2 separate regions of the Drosophila melanogaster genome follow, and region 1 is linked to region 2. Evidence: chromatin contacts called from public HiChIP or PLAC-seq data. All regions are on one chromosome and are shown on one strand. The core of a region is the stretch at or near the end of the contact, and the rest is flanking DNA. Distances in the headings are between cores, read along the strand shown. Region 1 holds the start of CG9590. Region 2 holds the start of CG31446.

What was found. HiChIP or PLAC-seq counts read pairs in DNA pulled down with a chosen protein or histone mark.
Region 1: an H3K27ac HiChIP or PLAC-seq map of the Kc167 cell line shows a contact between it and region 2, with 6 times the contacts expected there. The contact joins the promoter of CG9590 here to the promoter of CG31446 in region 2. A contact is called at or near these places in 44 of 107 Hi-C or Micro-C datasets (the Clone 8 cell line, the D17-c3 cell line, the Kc167 cell line and 14 more) and 2 of 6 datasets of contacts at active chromatin or transcription factors (both in the Kc167 cell line).

The regions. Positions count from the first base shown.
Region 1 is chr3R:15,785,041-15,791,420 of dm6, forward strand. CG9590 reads left to right here and starts at 1,663. Exons shown (of 2, transcript NM_142231.2): 1 at 1,663-2,718; 2 at 2,778-3,299. The coding sequence starts at 1,724. The coding sequence ends at 3,165. Uros2 (Uroporphyrinogen III synthase 2) reads left to right here and starts at 3,481. Exons shown (of 1, transcript NM_142232.2): 1 at 3,481-4,454. The coding sequence starts at 3,564. The coding sequence ends at 4,325. c(3)G (crossover suppressor on 3 of Gowen) reads right to left here. Exons shown (of 9, transcript NM_169671.3): 4 at 6,362-6,380; 5 at 5,916-6,308; 6 at 5,340-5,852; 7 at 5,200-5,274; 8 at 4,908-5,144; 9 at 4,433-4,849. The coding sequence ends at 4,748.
Region 2 is chr3R:15,689,766-15,696,448 of dm6, forward strand. It overlaps CG31446, which reads left to right and starts at 3,321. Exons shown (of 3, transcript NM_169666.2): 1 at 3,321-3,505; 2 at 3,564-4,018; 3 at 4,201-4,429. The coding sequence starts at 3,365. The coding sequence ends at 4,303. pxb (pxb,) reads left to right here. Exons shown (of 5, transcript NM_001275680.1): 5 at 1-748. CG5399 reads left to right here and starts at 5,476. Exons shown (of 3, transcript NM_001275682.1): 1 at 5,476-5,700; 2 at 5,984-6,420; 3 at 6,494-6,683. The coding sequence starts at 5,569. The coding sequence ends at 6,581.

The sequences.
Region 1 (6,380 bases), core at 413-2,912, 94 kb after region 2:
AATAACATTGTTGTCCTGGCAAAAAGTGGATGGGTGCACAACATAGTAGCTCCTCTCCGTGATATTAGTGCCATGGCAAAGATGGCAGCCAAGGATGATGTGAGTGTGCGTTTTAGCCAGGCAGCTTCATCAATATTGTCAACTGCGGATGCTCCAGTCAACCTGGCCCACTTTCCTCTTGTTTGCCCGATAGTTTAAACCAATTTTCTAGTCTAATTCTGTGTTGCCAATACATTGTGTGGGTGTATTTTGGTTTGCACCATGGGTTTTCAAAGATACTTTTTTGGTACTTCAGCTAGGCTAAATGTTTTAACCAAAAGGATGTTGGCAAGGGCAAGATCAAAGGGCAATGTCTAAGGCTTCTTGTGGTGTGTGACATAGAGGAATATAGTTGTTTAAAAACACTAATTAATACATCTGAAAGCGTTCATTGTCGACAAATTAAAAAATATGCTTATTGATATGGAAAGTGCACTCTGAGTAGTACTTTAACTTATGACCCTGGTCCAAAATATCCCATTACCCCCTTCAGCTTAACCAGAAACTGACAATACACATTTGTCTCGACTGCCGCACATGTAAACCGATCTGCTGGCAAATTTACATTTAATTTTTGGCCAGACAAGACACAGAACATGCAATTACTACTGGCCCCAAAGAAAGGAAGGTTGCTTAAATGGGCGACTTTAAGGCAAGTTGGCCGTAAGAGACTGAGGCAAACGGAGGTGTTTTAGTTCTTAACTAACATTTTAGCGGTTTTGGCTTTTGGGTATGGCAAAGCTACCTTTTTTAGGGATTTTAATTAAAAAATTACTCATATCACCGAAGAGATGGAGATGGAGGATATGGAGCTCAAGCAGCTTTCTTGCCGTTTCTGCGTAAGATAAATTTGCCGGCTTGACGAAATATTCGTGTGGTTGCTTCATTCGGTAAAAGTCTGTGGCAGCGGCTGCCTGAAATTGTGCTGCAAGTTTATGAAAATTCCTTCTTTATGGAAAAGGTGGGTGTGCGTGTGTGTGTGTGTGCGAAAATGGTGTTGGCTTGTTAATTTTGCGCTGCTGCAGCGTTGCTGTCAAATTTATATGCTGGTTAGCTTAGCTAGCAAAACTTTTCGGTTTCTGGCCTGAAGAATGAGCATTTGTATGCGTGCTTGTGTGATTTTCTAATTTATGAGCCCAGTTAGAATTGGGACAATGTCGGCAAGCCAGAAAGTTCACCAAAAGCACTTTGACATAAAGCAGAACTCGTGCGATTCTGCTAAAGAAAAATAGCACACGGTTTGATGAAATTTAGTATTAACTAAAGTTGTATACTTAGTGTTCCCGATTTCTTAACTCCTCCGACGTCCGAGATACCTAGACTGTCCTAGCTACTTTTAAGTCCCACAGCCATACTTAAATTCTTCTTTTAGATATTCAAATATTACGAACTATAATTAGTTATAATTATTATATAAGTGTCATTAATTTAATTCATACAATCATTCATTTAATTCAAATCAATCAAAGGCAAATAGAGTAGCTAGCATTTATACCTAACAATAAACATTTCTTAAGCACAGTTTGAAAAATATTTATATTCCTATATAATATTTAAATATGCGCGCCAATTCTGACAGTGCAGCGAGTTGGCAGGTTGGCGTGTAACAGCTGTTAAGTCTGCACTGAGTTGACAGCTCTGACTCAAATCCTAAAAATCTACGTGGAGCAAAAATAAACAAATAATGGCAAAAAATCCAAAAAAGGAGGAGGACGGCGGTAACGACTGGGCCCAAAGTGACGAGGACGACAACTGGGACGATTGGGGCGATGACGATGACAAGTTCGTTCACGTGGAGAAGGAACAGCAGCCACAGGAGAAAGTCTCGAGCAGAAACGACGCAAAAGGAACGGCGGAAAATCAGGAAAAGCTGGAAACTCCCAGAATTTCTGCTCCAGCAACAGCATCCGCCACATCCTCGTCCTGGGGTCTGTGGGGCGGTAAACTGAGCTCCGTGCTAACCACCGCCACGGAGGGATTGGGCACGATAACCACCCAAGTCAACCAGGGGCTTAATCAAATCATCGGAGTGCCCGATCCCGAGGAGCTGGCTCGCATTAATGTGGCTGAAAAGGCGGAAAAGGCTGCTAAAGCGCCGCCAGAGGAAAATGTCGACGATGAAAAAGAATCTTCGGCCGCCTTTGGCTTGGACTTTGTCACCAATCTGGGCTCCAAGGTTCTCAACACCGGACTGGATACACTCGAGGGCATTGGCAAGAAGACCATGACCATCCTGCAGGACAACGATCCCAAGCTGATGAACAAGAGGAAACTGCTCGGTCTGGAGGCCAACTCGCCTAATTTGAGTGCCGTGTTGCTGGAGGCAAAGAAGGAGGCCGACCAAATGGAGCAATCCCTGCAACAGCTACAGCTGAAAAGACAGAAGGCGCAGCTGCGTTTCGAAATCCTTTTCGAAAATTACTGCGGCCTGGTGCACTTCGAGGCCCTGGAGATCCTTTCCAAGGAGTCACGCCTCAAACTGGACACCCTACTCGATGCGGTTAGTGGCAATGCCCGTGCAGAGTTGCAGGAAACGATAAACGAGGTGAAGGAACTGATCGAACTGGAGGATCTGGATGTGGAGAGTGAAGGTGACTACGAGGCGGAGGAACTGAGCGAGCGATTGGCGGCCACAATCAAGGACGCCGAGCTGGGCATTCAGTTTGACGACATAGCCAAGTAAGTTGTCGGAAACTAATATTATTTAAACATACCATAAACCCAAATCTTTTGTACAGTCACTGGACGCAGTCCCTCAGCTGGTTGACCTCAGAGGAAGCAACTGCCGCCGATCTGGAGCAAGCCTATGCTAAGAGCATCCACGCGCTGAGTGAAGCGTGCGCCCTCGAGATGTGTAAGCTGCACAAAATCGCCGAGCTGTTGCTGGTGAAGCCACATCACAGCACCGCCAACGAAGTGGATGGCGTCGTCAATCTCTGCCAGCAGTTCAATGGACACCTTCAAGGACTTAGCCACCGCTTCGCCGCCGTTCTGAGCGGCAAGTCAGAAACGGAGGAATCAAAAGGCCGGGTCAGCACATTCTTTTCCGAAATGCTATCTGCCGTGCAGTTCATCGAGAAGGCCTACAAGCTATTTACACCCATTCTCCAGATGGGAGCTGTGTAAACGGATTTAAGATTAATTGTTGTACTTTCTACTTTTACTATTGCCTGGTTAGTGTTCTCAACTCACTTGTTTTTCCATATAAATGTACAAAATTATAAATGATTGCGTTGCAAATGCTTGTGATAACATTCCCGAAATTATTGAGAAGTTTTTTCAAAGTGCAACTGAAAGTTCGGTAGCCTGCATTCGTGTTTGGTTGGATTAGAGCCACCTAATAATAGTTGGCTTCAATGTGATGAACTATTTTTAAAACCCGACTCTCGATAGGCGCGGCAATAATTTTCAGGCATTATCTATTCTATGCCCTTTCTATTCGAACTATTCTATAAATCAAACGCAAAACACGAATATCAAATTGTCCATTCTCTAGTTAAGTCCAGCAAAATTTAGTTAGAATCATGGGAGATCGCAACAAGCAGCCGGTTATTCTGCTGAAGGTTCCGTCCTCCGATGATTTCTATGGTTCGGCGTTGCGCAGCCATAACCTGGATCCCATCTTCATTACTCCCTCGCATTTTGTGTTCAAGAATCTGAAGCAATTGCAAGCCAAGTTGCATGAGCCGCACAAATATGCCGGGATTATATTTGCATCCCCGCGCTGTGTCCAAGCTGTAAACGAGGCACTAGGAAAGACACCACTTCCTAGTTGCTGGCGTGCGTTACACAATTATTCCCTAGGCAAGAACACGCACAGCGCCGCCTGGATAACATTCCAGAATCTTCCGACTCTGGGCGATCATGCCGTGAATGCAAACAATCTGTGCGATCTGATCGTGGAGACGTTTGGACCCAAGAGGGATCTGCCACTGCTCATGCCCTGCGGCAATGGCGTGGGTCAGACACTGCGCCTCCGTTTGGTCGCCCAGGGATTCCGGGTGGATGCCTGCGAAGTGTACGAGAGTCGGTCGCATCCGGATTTCGTCAATCAGATGCGGCACGCCCTCAAATTCAAGCGAATGGAAACGATTGTGTTCTTCGGACCCTCCAGTGTCCGCAGCTCCTTGGAGTTCTTTGGGAACTACAACGTTTCGCTTAAGGATCGCAAGCTGATAGCCGTGGGCAGTGGCACCAGGAAGGCAATGGAGGAATCTGGAATTAAGGCGGACGGAGTCGTGAATGCTGCTGACGTCGACCGCCTGATAAATATCATCAAAACATAGTTTAGTATCGATCATTTTACGTTTTGTTTTTACCAGTTTTTACTTTTGGTATGATTTCAAAATCTGTTTGGTGTCCTTTAAAGAAATGAGGACAAAAGTGTGTTATTAATTAAAGTGTTTCAACAAAGTACATGTAATGTTTTTATTACAAAAACTATAATCAAATAGATTGGATCTATTTGAACAAGATACTTCAAGATATGAGTTTTAATTTAACAATTAGATACAAAATGGGATTAAATAACATAAAGTAATCATGTTCTTAAAAATAGCTTGCCAGTTTCAGACAAGTTTTCAAAGAAGTACAGATGTTTAAATGATGATGGATCTGAATGAATTTCTAAGCTCAATATTCTTCCATTTTACTAAAAACAAAGTGTAAGAATTGATAATGTTGTCTGTATGTTCGTTGTACTGCTTAGTTATTTAGAATTCTTCAACATGTCGAACATATCAATATTATTTTGTGGCTTGATGGGCGCACATAATTTGGCACGTTTGCCGCTTAAAGAGTTGCCCACGATCTGTAATAAAAGTTCAATAATTTAATTTCGATTATAGGTGCAATTAACAAATACTCACTGGTATATCATCGCCGCTATCAAAGTCGGAGGAATATGTGGTAATTTTTTGACGACGAGCATTACGCTTTCTGGCAGTGCTTGAAAATTCGTCTGTATTTTCCGGTTGCACCTTAGTAGGAATGCTCTCAGTTCTGGTTGGCCCTTTGGAATCTTTTAGCTGTTTAATTGTGGTCACTGGTTGGTCGATCAGGCAGTTAATTCGATTCATTTTAAATTGTAGCACAGCCATTTCATTCTGTTGGGCAATTTTAAATATATAACATGAAATATAATGAGTCCGATAGACTTACGTTCTTTTCACGCTCAAGTTCAATCAATTCGGTTTCTTTTCTTTTAATTTCAAGCTCCAATTCGGATACCTTTTTCTATATAAAAATAATAAATCATTTTGTAGAAAAAAGGTTAATGAAAAAGAATTTATAAGTCTTACCATTAGGTTATCTTTCTGAGACTGTAATTCCTCGCTAAATTTAACTTTGGCCGTGGATAATTCACTCTCGATTTCCTTCTTTTCAGCCTGAAGATTGATAATAGCGCTCTTTAGCGTATCATGATCACTAATCAAATATTCCAATTTATCCTGTTGAGCCTTAAAAGCTTTATTCCTTTCTTCGAGTTCAGATTTAAGTTTTTGTATTTCAACAGCGTTTCGCTTATTTTCGCTCTCAACTTCAGTGGCCTTCATCTGCATTTGATTAGCAAGCTGCTCCTGTTGCCTTTTGAGTTCTTCTTCAAAATTATGAGTTTTTTCTTGAATTTCATTACCAAGACGCTTTATTAGCTCTTCCTGATTGCTGCGATGGGACACCATTTCTATAAGTTTTTCCTGCAGTTCGGAGACCTGCAGAAGGGTTTCTTTGTGTAGCTTCTCACTGTTGCTTTTTAGCTGAGTAAAATCAACTGAAGCCTTGTTCAAGCTCTCTTTTAACTCTTGAACAACAATCTGTCAAGGAGAATAAATAATCAAGATACAATAAAATATGAATTTAGTATTTTTCAGACCAACCTCGTAGGCATCTGCTTGATCTTTTATTTCCTGGGAGTGCTTCAATTTTGTTTCAGTCAACTCATTGATATAACTTTCGTTGATATCAGCGAGCTCGCTCAATCTCTCCGTCATTTGAGTTAGTTCATCACTTAGGGAAACATGTCTTCTTTCCTTTTCCTCAATAAGAGTCTTAAACGTATTTATCTCATTGCGAACAAGTTCGAGTTCCCTCGTTGCCTGATCAGTCAATCGTTGCTGATCCACGAACTGCAATTCACTGGCTTCTAAATCACGTTGCAGTTTCGACAAAGCTTTGTTGGCCTCTATTGGCAGCTGCTCAATGCGATCTTCAAGCTGGGCGCAGTCAAGCATCTTTGCATTTAAGTCGCTGCTTAATTGTAAAATGTTTGCCTGTGGAGAACATAATGTTATAATCTAATACAAGGAAAGCCAGTGTAACCCACCTCAAACTTTTCCTTTTGT
Region 2 (6,683 bases), core at 2,071-4,570:
CGAACTCTATTTCAAAACTATTTTAATTTGAATTTTACATATCAACGATCGTATTTATGTAATATAGCACACCTGGTTTCTAATACTATCAATATCAGTACAAACACTATATTAAAGACGACAAACTTTTATCCTAAACTTAAACCTTCCAAGCAAACCAAACTCGATATGAAATTTTCCTCCATCGCAAGTTGTACATACGGACATCAAAAAGAAAATGTTGCTGTAGCTCTTCCAAACAAGTAAACAATAATTATAAAATGTTTAAAAAATTCCATAAAAACTTAAGTTAGGCAGCAAACTAAATTACTCTAGGTATGTAAATAATTGTTTTCATGTTAAGTTACTAATAAATTTTGGACAGCATATCAGGCCAATGACTCTAATTTAAGATCTTTCGTATACCAAATAATTTTCTACAACCGCTTGGATTTTAGACAATGAAGAGATTCTTTTCATTCAAATGCAAAGTGAAATAACTAAAAGAAGCGATTTAATCGAATTTATAATGTTTAATGACAGTTAATCGAAGTAAACAGGTGTGGAAAAAAAAACTCAAACATCAATATAAATATCAATTAAATTAACAAAATGATTAGCAATTAATTATGCCCCAACAACTAGTTAGTTTATACATTTTTTGTAAAACAGATTAAACAATTAGTTACACCTTTTTCTATAAGCAGATATTGATAATAATTAAAAGAAAGAAAAAGAAAATCCGAAAACCAATCAAATTATGAAATATAAAAAATTGAGTTTTATTATCCCTAAGCCGACGGGGGTGATAATTTTAATGGATATGAAAACAAATTTGTTTTCAAAACTTTAACGATTTGGGTTCTTTCAGCTTTTAAAGATTATACATTTTCTTGCGTGCGCCGCACTACTTTCTCTAGGCCTTTCTCCAAATAAGTCATACCCTTAATAGGGCGCGTGAATCTGCAACAAATTAAATATGCGCGCGTGAGCTCCGTGGAGAAAAAAAGGGGAGAAAGTGAGGCTACATATATGGTTGAGTTTGTTTTAGCGCTTGTGCATGCAGTTAATGTGCTTATTTTAAAATTTAAATTGGCTTGCGCAATGCGCACTTGAGTGGCAACTCCACAAAGGAGTGCGAGCTGGGTGAAAGGATGTGTGTGGAAGGATGCACACTCCGGCAGGACTCGCTTTAATAGAAAGTTTGCAGAGCTCTTTCTTTTACTTGGGGTTTTGCATAAAGCTCATGGGGTAATTAACAGTCACTTGCAGTGGCAGAAATGAGGAGCGATAGCTGGAGCCAGTGTGGTTGTGCCAAAGATATATGTATGTATATGTACATATACATACATGCATATACTCGTATGCCGGCGCTAAGAAAACCAACTTAATTATTTTCTCAAGGCGGAAGAGATGCACTTTCGCAGAAAAGGGAAAGCAGCCCCACTTCTTGAAGGCTGCAAGCTGTTGATGGAAGCCACAAGTCCGCAGTAATTTATCATATAACGAGCTCATTTGAGCTATTCGCGAGCAGAGTAGAGATAGTTAACCGCCAAATCTAAAATAATGTCAAGTCTATTTTAAGCTTAATCAAATCTATTGTTGTATACGCACACGTGTCGGCACTTTACAAGTAATTTTCCCGCACAAGGGACTTAAGTAGCTAAATTATATTCAGCTGTTTTGAAGCAATTTAATTAGAATTGAGCAAAGTTCACGTTCAAAAGCATAACTAAAACTGACCTACGCAACAAAGGTTGAGCACTTAGAATTAGCATTCAACAACTTGTAGATACATTCAGAAAACAATTTTAACATAGTAATTACAGACAATTTAGAAAAGGGTCATCATTAGTTAAAAAATATTAAAAGCTTAAGTCGGAAAGTTAAATTAATGCAAAAATTATAAATGTTTACAAATTGTATTATTTGTGTTTCTAAACAATATTCCACTAGAAATGCAATTAGTCCGGTCTCCTGGAAACCTCAACTCTATTCTGTGTTAATCAAAAGTTGCAGTGTTCTCTCACTTTTATCCCCGAAGCCCCTCACCTTTTACCGGCAAACTCGGAAAGTTATACTACCAGTTGTGCCGGAGAGCGTTTTGTCATTCATTACAAATTTTCACACATGGCCCAATTAAATTATTTAGCCCCCTACAAACGCTCATCCAGAATAGTTTTAATTAAATAATACATACAAGCTACCTCAGCTACGAACTCCAGCTGTGGGCGTGGCACTATTCTGCCAACTGCTAAGGCCATGTTTTTTTCCTCATCTGGTAGTTAACTTTTGGCAGTTGGAAAAGTTTTCGAGGATAAAATGACTCCCGAGACAAAAGCCTATGGCCGAATTACGTTGAATGTATGTCAACTGTACCAGAGCGCTCGGCACATGTTCATCTACCTATCTCTCTCTCTCTCTCTCGCACACCCATCCCCAACTCTTTCTTGGGGAGCTTGTAAGGCATTTAAAATTAATGTGCTATGGAGGTGTTTGAGAGCCTTACAAGACATGTCGAAGACAAGTCGAGGACATGCAGCCGTTAACATAATCGCTCGATCTAAGAGCCCTCTTATTCCCACCCACTACATGTCGCTATTCAACACTGTTCGTAGTAGTTGAAAGTTGACAGTATCAGCGCACAAAGCATATTTAATTCAAAAGCTGAAGATTTTCCTCGCAAAACTTCAGGTGGTCTTACCTAGATAAAAAGTTTGCTTTAGAACTGGTTAAAGTTTTTACAATATGGGTCAGTGTTGAAAAATGAAAAATAATCAAAAATGGACACCGTTAAAAAAATCTTTTAAAATACTTCAAGTAGTAAATTGTTCATAACTTAAAGTGCCGAATTGCTAAGAGTTTATCGAACAATGCCAATTCATTCATAGCATTTTCTTGGTAAACTTGAACAGCACACTGAAATGAGAGCAAGTTGCATTGTGCCACATTTTGTTTGCTAAACACTCAAACTGTATTGTGACACAAAAGGTCTTATTGGTTATCTAACTGACCGTAAGAACCTGAAGGCACATGTCATTATCATTATCACTCTTAGGGGATATTAGTAATTGCGACCCACGGTAGCCATAACACATACATATGTGTTTCACAATTCCTTTGGAAATAGATATAGAATATCTAATGATAGGGGGATTTATTAAGATAATATAGGATTAATAGAAAACACAATGTGTGTGTTCACAAATTTACATCGATAAAATGTGTACATAAAGTAATTCATTTATTAATCGTAATCACGCACTGTTGAGATAGTACTTGATTGATTACCGACGTATGTCAGACAATTACCTAATTACCAACCGTGAAGTATTCATTTCTTCAGTTCTTGATCTGAAGCCGGGTCACAAGCAACACCTTCACAATGGTATCAAATAGCACTTATGCTTTGGGTCTCCTTTGCATTTTGGTTTTTCTACAAGGAAGTACACCGATCCTAGCCCAGAGTAATGATTATGTGGCCCTATGTAACTTGACCGATAGCATTGCGGTCGATCTTGATCTGGTAAAAGACTAAACAATTTGGTGAATTTTGCTAAGACTAACTAGACATTTTGCCAAAGTTCTCTGGAATTTGGTGGGAAGTGGCTCGTCAGCCGTCCGGCATTGATTTTTGCACTGAGGTGAATATTACGGTGCTGAATAAAACCGAGGATAATGTGCTGATCGATACCACATATGCCGTATCTCCCGATTACCCGTGGGTGAATCAAACCATGAACGCAACCATCACTGTGGAGAATAACACGGCGGCCGCGGATGGCTACAACTTCACCTACTGGAACCCACCTGGTTATACCACCTATACAGTGTACAAGGTCCTTTACACTGACTACACCGATGTGGCCTTCCTTTGTGGCTATACCAACAAGACGGATAACGGCACATCCTTTGGAATTATCCTTGCTAGGGATCGTACCCCCACCACACAAATTTTGAATAAACTCGAGGGTCTTGGCTCTAGTATATCTTCAAACTTTTTAAATGGCACCATGTCAGCGATAACTCAGGGCGAATCGTAAGTTGAAATTGTATTATCACACTCTGAAATTGGCACTGATGAATTGGTAATGGCTATATGCTAGCCATAAAATATTCACAAAATATTATTGTAGAACAAATTGGTATTCTGTAATTGCATTCTGTATCAATTTGTGGTATAATGATCTCCAATATATCTTATAGTTTTGTTTTTTACAGTTGCTATGCACCATCCGGATCCAATCCTTCGACCATTATTTCCACAATGTTGATTGCCATGGCTATTATTCTTGGCATTTTTGCTGACCATCAAATAAATTAGATTATATCTTGCAAGGTAGATAACAACAACGCACCGAAAATATGTTTTGTTATCTTAAATGTTCTTTAATTTTTGCCTTGTATATAAGGTCCATGTAAAAGCTCTAATAAATAAAATTCATTCATTATCGGTGTAATCAATTATTTTGTTCGGGACTTACATATTAGGAAAGGCTTTAGCTAAAATTAAACATGATTTTATGTTTGCCGTACCATTTCGAACTGCTGATTAGAGTAGGAAATGGTGCTGATTGTTACTTTTTAAAAATGTTTCTTTATCGAAATGTGCGCTTCTTTCGACTCTCGCTTCTGTTTTCTTGTTTTTGTTTTCCACAAATGACTCACAGTCTGCCAGCGATAAAGAAATTTAATCCAGGAATGAAGACGTTTCCTCTGTATATGTATATTTTTTATAGGGTGATAGATCACAAAAATGCTTAGATAAAAGGCCCAGAGAGGGGGGCTTCAATTAAATTAATATTTGTTTCTGGTATCTACATTCAACGATAAGAAAACTTACCTTTCTTACAGCGTTGACGATTGTAAGAATGGGTAATGATGAGTAATGGGGAATAGTACACCAACTTTCTGACTGGAAGGGAAGTTCGATAAAACTAAAATAGAGTAAGATATCTACAACGCACTAAAAATTCGCAGTCTAAGACGTCATTTGGGCACAGAAATTAAATATAATGTTGAGCCTTTATAGAACACATAAAATTCGTAGCATAGTTGTAATGATCATAACAGACAATTAAACAATAAACAAACACCGTTTGTTTATACCTTTCAAGTGGCCATGAAAACCATAAAGATAGTTATACAAATTAAATGAGTACAAATGTACTTTTAATGGGGTTGCAATTGATATCGGGTCATTTGGACACCGAATCTATTTCTGGGCAGCAGAATCACTTCCTGGAAAAACATGTCAAAGAGCTTTGCAGGTAAGACAACCTATTGGCCAATGTGCAGGGGAGTTTTCAACGCAATAACAACACTATTTTATTCGCAGAGCCTCGTGGGGATTAGTCATTCCACGGGGCGATAACAGACGTCAGATGTACGTAAATTGGTGACAGAGCCAGGCGCTCCACAAGTGCAGGCATCGATAATGGGCGCAAAAATAAGGGAAAAGATACAAGCCTATAAAAGGCCGTTGCGGATGGGCAGACAGTTCAGTATTAACGACGCATTCGCAGCGAACCGATCGCAGAACCGGAACCTTAAAGCGGAAGATATAGAACTCATATAGACAGTGACATCATGTGCAATAGTGCGATCATCTGCCTGGCAATCGTGGCCGCCGTGGCCTCCATCTCTCAGGTTTCGGCCCAAGCCCAAACAACGCCACAATCCTGCGCCCAAGCCACCGGCATTAGTTTTAACCAGACCGCTGTGAGTGAAAGGCTCGTCATGTATTGTTACAGTCATAAGAAAACATGTATATGAACAAAATGTCTGTTTATAATGACATCGGATTTGCTCTGAATGGACACATCATCGCATACATTTCTAGGATACCTAAATTCCATAAGTGCTTTAAATTTCATACAATCGTAAAAGGATAGCTACAGTTTGATAGAAACTTTACCCAAGCGAATTAATAATTTCTTATTTAATTATCATAAACATCAGTGTGCTAATTATGATATATTAAATATTTTTCCTTAACTTCCAGTTTAGTGGTCAGTGGGTCGAGTTGGCCCGCAATCCCGCCTCAAATGTCTCCTGCATTTCCCTTAACGTGGCTTTCTGGAACAACAACAATTACATGCTGGTCAATGTCAGCCATTCAAGCAATGTCGCCTCCACTTTGGTGGACGTCTATGAAACTGCGAATATCACGCTGGTGGAGAACAACCTCAGCGGATACAATGTCACCCTGGTGAATGGCCAGAAGCAGGAGTACGTCTTCGTGAAGTTGCTTAGCTTTGTGAACTCCACCTATCTGGTTGGATGCACCTACACCAATGCTACCAACACATCAACCAGTGCTGGTTTTATTCTGGGTAGGTCCACCTATACTCCGGAAGGCGTAAGGATTGCCAACAATGATGCCTCCGTGTCCTTCAGCAATTTCCAGAACAACACCTACGGCAATGTCACTCAGTTGGAGTAAGTTTTTATGATTTAAGGTGGCTACAACTCCAAAACCATACTAATTTTTCAATTCTCAATAATCTTTCAGTTGCCGTGCCAGTTCCGCCGGACAGACTGTGCCTCTGACCCTGATATCTGGCTTCCTTGCCTTTGCCCTTTTGCTGATCAAGGCCTAAAAATGGAGATGTATCCAATGGCTGCTTTGCCTAGCCACCATAAATGAAAAAAAAAAAACTAACAAAATCCAATCACTTGCCTAAGTTATTGTGTCATACTCT